Regions from separate parts of the Ovis aries genome. Here region 2 is linked to region 1. The links are chromatin contacts, called in public Hi-C maps. All regions are on one chromosome and are shown on one strand. Each heading gives the region's core, a stretch centred on a gene start, on an enhancer-like site or on the middle of the called end of the contact. The rest is flanking DNA. Distances are from core to core; before and after follow the strand shown.

Region 1 (4,109 bases), core at 979-3,478:
GCTGAAAGCTGAGTTGCTGAGAAATACTGTTTACAAAAGTTCTGTTTGGATTTTAGGCCAACGTCTAAAACATTGCAAGAGCTATATGCTGGAAACGATGACACGCGACGGAAGAACAGAGAGAACCACGTGAATGGGGAGACCCATCTGCGCTCAGGGGTCGGAAGGCACAGCATAGTGAAGACGTGAGAGGAAACGTCACTCAGCGTCCCGCTGTCTGCGACCCCATGGACTAACAGTCCGTGGAGTTCTCCAGGCCAGAACACTGGAGCGGGTAGCCTTTCCCTTCTCCAGGGGATCTTCCCAACCCAGGGACTGAATCCCGCATTGCAGGCAGATTCGTCACCAGCTGAGCCACCAGGGAAGCCCCAAAATGTCAAAGCTCTCCAAATTTATCGAGAGATTTAATACAATTCCAATCAAAATCCCAGGAGGATTTTTTTTTAATAAACACAAACTTATTCTAAAATCGAATGAATGAAAAGGGACAGGAGCTACTTACTGTAAGTAAAGCAATCCTGAAAAGGAAGCCAAAGCTGGAGGAATCGCGACGTCTGATTTCAAGACTTACTATAAACGTGCAGGAGGGAACGTGGTAGACAGACCAACTCAACAATGGGATGGGACAGAGAGCCCAGAAACAGACCCACACACACACAGCCCAGTGACGCCCTCCAAGGGAGCAAAGGCAATTCGAGAAAGGACAGTCTTTCAAGGAATGGTGCCGACGGAGTTCCCTGGTGGCCTAGTGGTTAGGATTCTGGGCTTTCACTGCCAAGGCCCAGGTCCAACGCCTGGCCAGGTGGCGTGTGGCCAAAAAGAAAAACAAGCAGACAGCCACTGCAAAAAACAAGCCTCAGCCTACACCCCACACCTTGCATGAAGCTTAAATTCAAGATGGCCATAAGGCTAAATATAAAGCACTAGAAAGTGAAACTTAGAAGAACAGTGTGTCTCGGGCTCAGGAAATTTCTGAGAATGACAGAAAAGGTACAATCTGGAGAAGGGGACAACAGAGGATGAGGTGGTTGGATGGCATCACCGACTCAATGGACATGAGTTTGAGCAAATTCCGGGAGATAGTGAGGGACAGGGAAGCCTGGAATGCTGCAGTCCATGGGGTCCCAAAGAGTAGAACACGGCTTCGCAGCTAAACAATAAAAGAAAAAAATCAAAAAGGGGACCGCATCTAATTTAAGCTTTTAATCAAAATTTCAAACTTCTGCAAATAACCTGTCTAGCGAATGACTTGGAACTACAATATTTAAAGAGTGCTCAAAACTCAACCTGTATAAAAACAGTAAGAAAACAGCCTGCATAAAACTACCCACAAAAGTACCGGAACAGACCTTTCAGCAAGGGAGGTTTACAGCTGTTTCACAGCACTGTGCCCGAGGGGAGAGCACTAGCGTGGAGAGGAGGCGCCACAACACGCTAGGGACGCACGGAAAACGCATATAAAGGTACAGACAACCCCAAGCCCCGGCTAAGGAGCTTACGAGAATGCACACCGGAGTTGCCACATTGGAAAGTCAGTTTGGGGGCTTGTTACCCCGTTAAACGCACAGCTGCCATCCGGTCCTGGGTGACCGGCGTCCGTGGCAGGAGCCACCCGCCACGCTCCCGCAGCTCCCTTCGGATCGCCTCGGACTCGCCGTGGAAGGGCCCCGCTGCGCGCAGCGCCCCGGGCGAGTCTCCAGGGTCCCGGGCTGAGGGACGGAAGCGGGTCCCCAAGGGTGGCTCCGGGCCCCGGAGAGCCAGCCGCGGGCGCCGGGGAGCTCCGTCCTCAGGGCGCGGCGACTGAGTCCCGAGGCGCGGGGATCCCGGCCCCGGAGCCGCGGGGCCGAGCCGCCCACCGCGGGCTGCGGGAGGCTGACGTCCTCGACCCCCGACAGCCGGCCCCGAGGGGCCAGGCGACTGCGGGCGGACCACGCCTGGAGCCCGCGCCGCGCTGTTATCGAGCGCTCCCGCCCGCCCCCGGCCCCGGCCGCCGGGACCCCCACCGGGACGCACCGTCCAGGGACACGAACTGGCCCACGGCCGACGAGCCGCCGCCGCTGCTCTCCACGAACTGCACCTCGGACACGATGATGTTGTCCTCGAGCACCGAGCCGCAGCCGGTGCACACGGCGTCGCCGCGCGCCGCGTCCAGCTCGATGTCGGTGCCGCCGCACCCGCGGCACACGCGGCCCGTCATGCCGGCGGCTCCGCGGGCCCGGCCCGCGCCCCAGGCCGCCCGCCGCCGCCGCCGCCGCCGCGCCGCTCAGACTCTCGCGAGGCCGCCGCCGCCGCCGCCGCCGCGCCCGCCGATTCGTAGCGGCAGATTCGCCGCGCGCGCACCGGAACGGCGCCGCCCGCCGCGGCCGTGCCGGGCGGGACGGCCGCGGGCTCCTGGGCCGAGGACTCGAACCTGCAGCCCCGCGCCGGGAACGCAGCCACCGGGCCCGGGACTCGCACCCACCGGGCCCGGGACTCGCACCCACAGGCCGCAACGGCGGGCGCAGGGCTGGAGGGGGGCGGGGCGGGAAGGGGCGGGGCGGGACCTCTGCTCGTGGGCGGGGCCTGGGCCCGCGCCGGCCGCGGTGGGCGGGGCCTGATGGGCTGGCGGGCGAATCCCGGGCCGCGGGCGTGGCTCGAGGTGCGGGGCCTGGAAAGGAGCGCTCGGGACTGGTCGGCTCAGGCCGAGGGTGGAGACCCGGCCCGGCCGCCCGCCCGGCTCGGTGCCTTCAGGCCGGGCCTCCGCCCGTGGGTGCCCCGGCCCCCCAGTGCCTTCAGGCCCGGCCTCCGCCTGTCGGTGCCCCCGCGCGCTCTGCCGGCAGGCCCCACCTCGTAACAGTCGCTCGTGCCGCCCGTGCTCACCCACGGCGGGAACGTTTCTGTTGCTGTTACGTCGTCTCCAGAGGCCGTTGGGTCCCCGGAAATGGGCCTGAAAAGAAACGCACAAGGCCGCGTGACCTGATCTGTTTCTCAAGCAGGGATCGAACCCAGCCTGCCACAGCGAAAGTCCAGAGCCTTAACCACTAAGCCAGCAGGGAACTTCCAAGACCTCGTTTCTTAAAAAACTTAAACCTTGACTATAAGACTGTGGGAGCTCTAACTAAATCCGAAAATGCCCCGTTCCCACTTGAAAGCAGTGTTGTAAATACTTAAACTCTTCATGAGCCAGTGTGTACATTCTATTTAATCCCAGCCGTAATGTCAACAGGATTTTCACATGACTCAATAAGCTGATCCTAAAGTCATCTGAATAACACACTGCACAAGAGCAGGCAAGAAAATTCTAACAAAGAGAAAATCCTGAAAGAAAGAAAGCTCAAGAAGAGGGAACTGCCCTTCTGTATATGAAAATATTATACCTGGCTACATCCATTAAGCCGCATGGTGTTTTACAGGGACAAACGGACTAAAACCCAGAGTACAGACACAACCCCAACTCTGTGGGAATTTGGGGGTCCCGGACCATTGCGGGAAAGACAGACCGTTCAACGGCGATGGAATCCGCATCGAGAGGAGGGGAAGGATGAATTGAACCCCAGCCTCACACTGCTCTAAACCTAAATCCCAAGTGCCACTGAATGGAGAAAGTAGAACAGGCTCCCACAGTCTGGTACAGGAGGGCTGAGCAGACTCCAGGAGACAGTGAAGGGCAGGGAAGCCACGCAGCAGTCCATGGGGGTGGCCCAGAGGCGGACGCGACTGAGCGACAGCGTCCAGAGCCCGCGGGAACTGCAAGTCTGCAGCGGGTCCCAGTCTTGGGGGAGGGTGGTCTGAGCCCACCCTGCGCATCAGCATCTCGCCCTCCAGGCCATCCTCACCACAGGGCATGGCTGCCTAGCCAGCTAAGCTGATGACAGGCGGGACAGCTGGTCTTTTGTAGGGAAGCGCAGAGCTTCTGTCTCCCGTCTCACGCTGAGGAAGCAGAGGCTGCTGCCGTGCCGAGACTTGCCTTCGTGCAGATGGACTTGCTCCTCGGGGAGGACCCCAGAGTATTTCTACCCTCAACAGGCTTCACGTGGGCACCTCGATCCCCAGAATTGTCCTAGGAAATTACTGCTTCGTGGTCCGATTTCAGTATGTTAGTCATCAATTGTTGCCTAACAAATAACCAC
Region 2 (4,109 bases), core at 831-3,330, 48 kb after region 1:
GGCGCCCGATACCCGCACCATTGACCTCTGACACAGCCGAGCCCCTGCTGGGGCCCTGTCCCTCCAGCTGCCCTGCTCGTGGTCCCACCTGGACCCCGTCCCTACGGAGCACTCGGCCCCTGACGGGCCCAGGCCCCTTTGCAGCCTCCCTGCCCGTCCTGCCAGCTCACCTCGGCGCTGCGTTGCCAGCCTGCCCCCCACGTGGCCTCCTCCCCAGCTTGTCCTTGGGCCTCCCGTCCCGCTGGGTCGCCTGCCTTTCAGCCCGCTCCCAGCTCCTCCGCCGCCCCCAGGCCCTCAGAGCAGATGAGCTGCCCGCCCCCGGCTGACCGCTGTGGTTGCTGCTGCCCCTGCCCGCGTCCTTGCTGGGACTCCCCTTCACCTGGCACAGGCCTGTCAGTTGAGGGCCGGACCCAGACGGGCTCAGGGGTGCAGGGAGCTTGGGGGCATGGCTGTGATGGGCACAGGGGTGAGGCCGGGGGTGGAGAGCACCAGGCCACGGGGTGTCCGCCCTCTGGGTGTGTGGGGGCTCCAGACCCCGCGTGCGTCCAGAGGGCGCTGTCCTCCCTGCGGGCCCAGCGCGGTGCCCTCCCCCTGCAGCTCCGTCAGCGTCTTCTCTGGGGCCGGCACCTGCTCCCACCCTCACCCGTCTCTGCGCCCCTCGTCCTGGTCGCACGCTGGGGAGCTGCCGTCAGCCAGGGGGGTGGCCTCTGCTTGCCTGCCCGCCCTGTGAGCCTGTCTCCTCGAGGTACTGCCCGGATGCGGCGCTGAGCTGGTCCCCCTGTGTCCACTTCCTGCACTCTGGAGCAAGTTCCTAAGGCTGTCTGCGTTGGGACGGCTGTTTTTTAAGATGATGCTATGGTTAACATCTTCAATCCATTTGGAACCTTTTCTGGGCCAAGGGGTCGGGACGGGGTGTTTTCTGCGGATCATCTGTGCATGTATCACGGCCATTTAGTGCTTAGCTTTTCCTGTCGGGCCTCCCTGGTGGCTCAGCCGGCAAAGAAATCCTCCTGCAATGCAGGAGACCTGGGTTCGATCCCTGGGTCGGGAAGATCCCCTGGAGAAAGGAAAGGCTACCCACGGCAGTGTTCTGGCCTGGAGAATGCCGTGGACTGTGGAGTCCGTGGGCTCGCCCAGAGCAGGGCGCGACTGAGTGGCTCCCACTCACTTTTCCTGCCGGCCCGCAGGCCCCTTGGTGTGCTATCCCTGGGTCTCTTTACCTCCGTCTCTCTGTTCCCCGGGTCTGGTTCGAGCTGGTGCTGCCCTCCCCGTCTTGCGGCCAGGCTGCTGGGCCTCAGTCACTGACCGCCTCACCCATTCTGCTGCGGGGGTGGGGGGAGGACACCATCAGGGTCCTGCCTTCCCAGGGACACGTGGCCTCTCGCCCATCTGCTCATCCACCTTCACTTCATCCCGGGAGTGCAGGGAACTTGGCGGTGACCCATCTCAGTCTCGTCTCCTCAAGCGCTGGGACAAACCTCTAGAGGAGGCTGTCCAGTTGCTCAGTCGTGTCCAAGTCTTTGTGACCTGATGGACTGCAGCACGCCAGGCTTCCCTGTCCCTCACTCTCTCCCAGAGCTTGCTCAAACTCACATCCATCGAGTCAGTGATGCCATCCAGCCATCTCATCCTCTGGCGTCCGCTTCTCCTCCCGCCTTCAGCCTTTCCCAGCATCAGGGTCTTTTCTGATGAGTCAGTTCTTCGCATCAGGTGGCCAGAGTGTTGGAGCTTCATCTTCAGCATCACTCCTTCCAGTGAATGTTCAGGGTTGATTTCCTCTAAGATTGACTGGTTTGATCTCCCTGACGCCCAAGGGACTCTCCGGAGTCTTCTCCAGCACCACAGTTCGCAGCAGGTCAGAGGATACGGGCTGTTTTAAGGCTCCGGATGAACCCCCGGTAGTGCCTTTGGGAGTCACATGCGCAGGCCTCCCGCCCCCTCCCCGGCGGCAGCTCTTCCGCTGACACTTTGAAATGAACTGACTCGCCGGCCGGCCGTTGCCCTTCCGCTGCGACGTGCCCTCTCCTGAGTCCCGCTGCCTTGCTCTCTGCCAGGGCTCCAAGCGGATCCTGCGGTCCCACGAGATCGTGCTGCCCCCTAGCGGCCAAGTGGAGACGGACCTGGCGCTGACCTTCTCTCTGCAGGTGGGCCCCGCCCCGCCCCGCGCCGGCGCCGCCGGCAGCTCTCCCCGGGGCGGCTCTCCCCCGGGGCGGCTCTCCCCCGGGGCGGCTCTCCCCCGGGGCGGCTCTCCCCCGGGGCGGGCTCTCCCCCGGGGCGGCTCTCCCCCGGGGCGGCTCTCCCCCGGGGCGGCTCTCCCCCGGGGCGGCTCTCCCCCGGGGCGCGCTCTCCCCCGGGGCGGGCTCTCCGGGGTTAGAAATGCGCTCGGGGTGTTAGAGCGAGTCTTTCCTCGCATTCCCACGGTGAAGAGAGGGTGCTCAGGTTCGGTCATCTCATGCGTGTTTAGAAGAGATGCGGGTTGGGGAGGGGCAGAAAGCAACTCCGCGTTTCAGACGGAAGAGCCGGAGAAGGGGCGGGGCCACGGGCCTCCCGCCTGTCGGTCCAGGCCCCTCGGGTGTTCCGGGCTGCGCTGCTGGTGGGCTTTAGACCAGGACCCCCGACCCTGTGTGAAGCAGCGGTCTCCCGGGGGGCGGGTGCTGGGCAGGCCAGAATCCCCCAGGCTGCTGCTCCCCCCCCTTCTCTGTGCGTGATTAAGACCCGAGGTGTTTCGATTCAGCCCTTTCCGTTCTGGCTGAGCACGCCTGCCGTATTAGCGTCAGTGCCTCCAAACCCCAGAAGCCCCTGTCGCTGTGAGCGAGTAAGAAAGGGCTGTGCTGCGGCCAGTCTGCGAGAGCCCTGCCAGCCCCACCCCCACGCCCCCGACCGTCTGCAAGACCCCTGCCAGCCTCCCCCTCAAGACTGCCCTCCAGACCACCTGTGAGAGCCCTGCCAGCCCCCCCACCGCCCGCCCCTCAGACTGCCTGCGAGACCCCTGCCAGCCTCCCCTGCCAGACCCCTGCCAGCCTCCCCTGCCAGGCCGCCCCCCAGACCGCCCCCCCAGACCACCCCCTAGACCACCTCCGAGAGCCCTGCCAGCCCCCCCACCACCCGTCCCCCAGACTGTCTGCAAGACCCCTGCCAGCCTCCTCCGCCCCCAGGCCGCCTCCCTGCCCCAGCCCCATGGCGGCTTCTGGGCTTTGTGTTGACTTTTCTTTGTGGTGGTGGTGGTGAGGAAAATCAGGTTCTATCATTATTATTTTTTTTATTTATTTGGCCACATCAAGTGGCTTCTGGGATCTCAGCTCCCCAACCAGGGACTGAACATAGGCCCTCAGCAGTGAGAGCGAGTCCCGACCGCCGGGGAATGCCCCAGGAATCAGGTCTGTTGAGTGTAATTTCCAAAGCGTGCGGTTCGCTGTTTCCAAGCCTGTGCTCCTTGGGCGTGGACACAGGCGTCTCACCTCCACCTCCGCCCCAGCAGAGCACAGCCTATGGCCCCCAGCTTTTACAGTAGGCTATTAGTTGTGACCCTTGAGGAAACGTGCGCAGCTGCTCTGTGCACACGAGCGCGCCAGTGTGCACAAGCGCCGGGGTCCCGGGAGCGGGCGTGGCCGCCTGGGCCCGGGGTGCTGGGTGGGCACGGCGCCCTGGACCGCCGGGCAGGTGCCCCGCTGAGCAGTTACCCCAGACGGGCGGGCCCCTCCCGAGGGCCTGAGCACGCGGCGCGCGTCTGCCGCCAGTGGCCGTTCCTGCGGCCGCGGCCTGTGATGAGCAGCGGGCCGGGAGCCGGGCTCAGGCGCGTGCCCCATGGGGGTTGAGGGGCGAGGGTCTGTGTCATTGTGGCCCCTCCCCCGCAGTACCCCCACTTCCTGAAGAGAGAAGGCAACAAGCTTCAGGTCATGCTGCAGCGGAGGAAGAGATACAAGCACCGGACCATCCTGGGCTACAAGACGCTGGCGGCCGGCTCCGTCAACATGGCTGAGGTGAGGGCGGCGGCAGGCAGCCTCCCGGGCCTCCTGGCGGGCGGGGCGGCTGGGGGCGCGTCCCTGCAGGCAGCCCGCCCGCACTGCCGCCCTGAGCCTCCTGCCCAGCGGGAAGGAGGCTGCCCGGGG

What was found. A called contact is a pair of places that touch in the nucleus more often than the background predicts.
Region 2: a contact with region 1 is called in a Hi-C map of hypothalamus, with 7 times the contacts expected there. The contact joins the enhancer-like site here to the promoter of BRF1 in region 1. A contact is called at or near these places in 5 of 16 Hi-C or Micro-C datasets (hypothalamus, liver, muscle and 2 more).

What each region holds. Positions count from the first base shown.
Region 1 is chr18:67,347,477-67,351,585 of ARS-UI_Ramb_v3.0, forward strand. It overlaps BRF1 (BRF1 RNA polymerase III transcription initiation factor subunit), which reads right to left and starts at 2,229. Exons shown (of 15, transcript XM_027957480.2): 1 at 2,014-2,229. The coding sequence starts at 2,197.
Region 2 is chr18:67,395,506-67,399,614 of ARS-UI_Ramb_v3.0, forward strand. It overlaps PACS2 (phosphofurin acidic cluster sorting protein 2), which reads left to right. Exons shown (of 24, transcript XM_027957488.3): 3 at 2,055-2,144; 4 at 3,855-3,980. Among named protein-coding and RNA genes, the nearest start is that of TEX22, 26 kb to the right of the region's middle. Within about 2 kb of position 2,081, at least 1 of the 54 cell types and tissues checked has an H3K27ac peak or open chromatin away from gene starts, as enhancers often do. A contact at or near this core is called in hypothalamus, where this site is marked.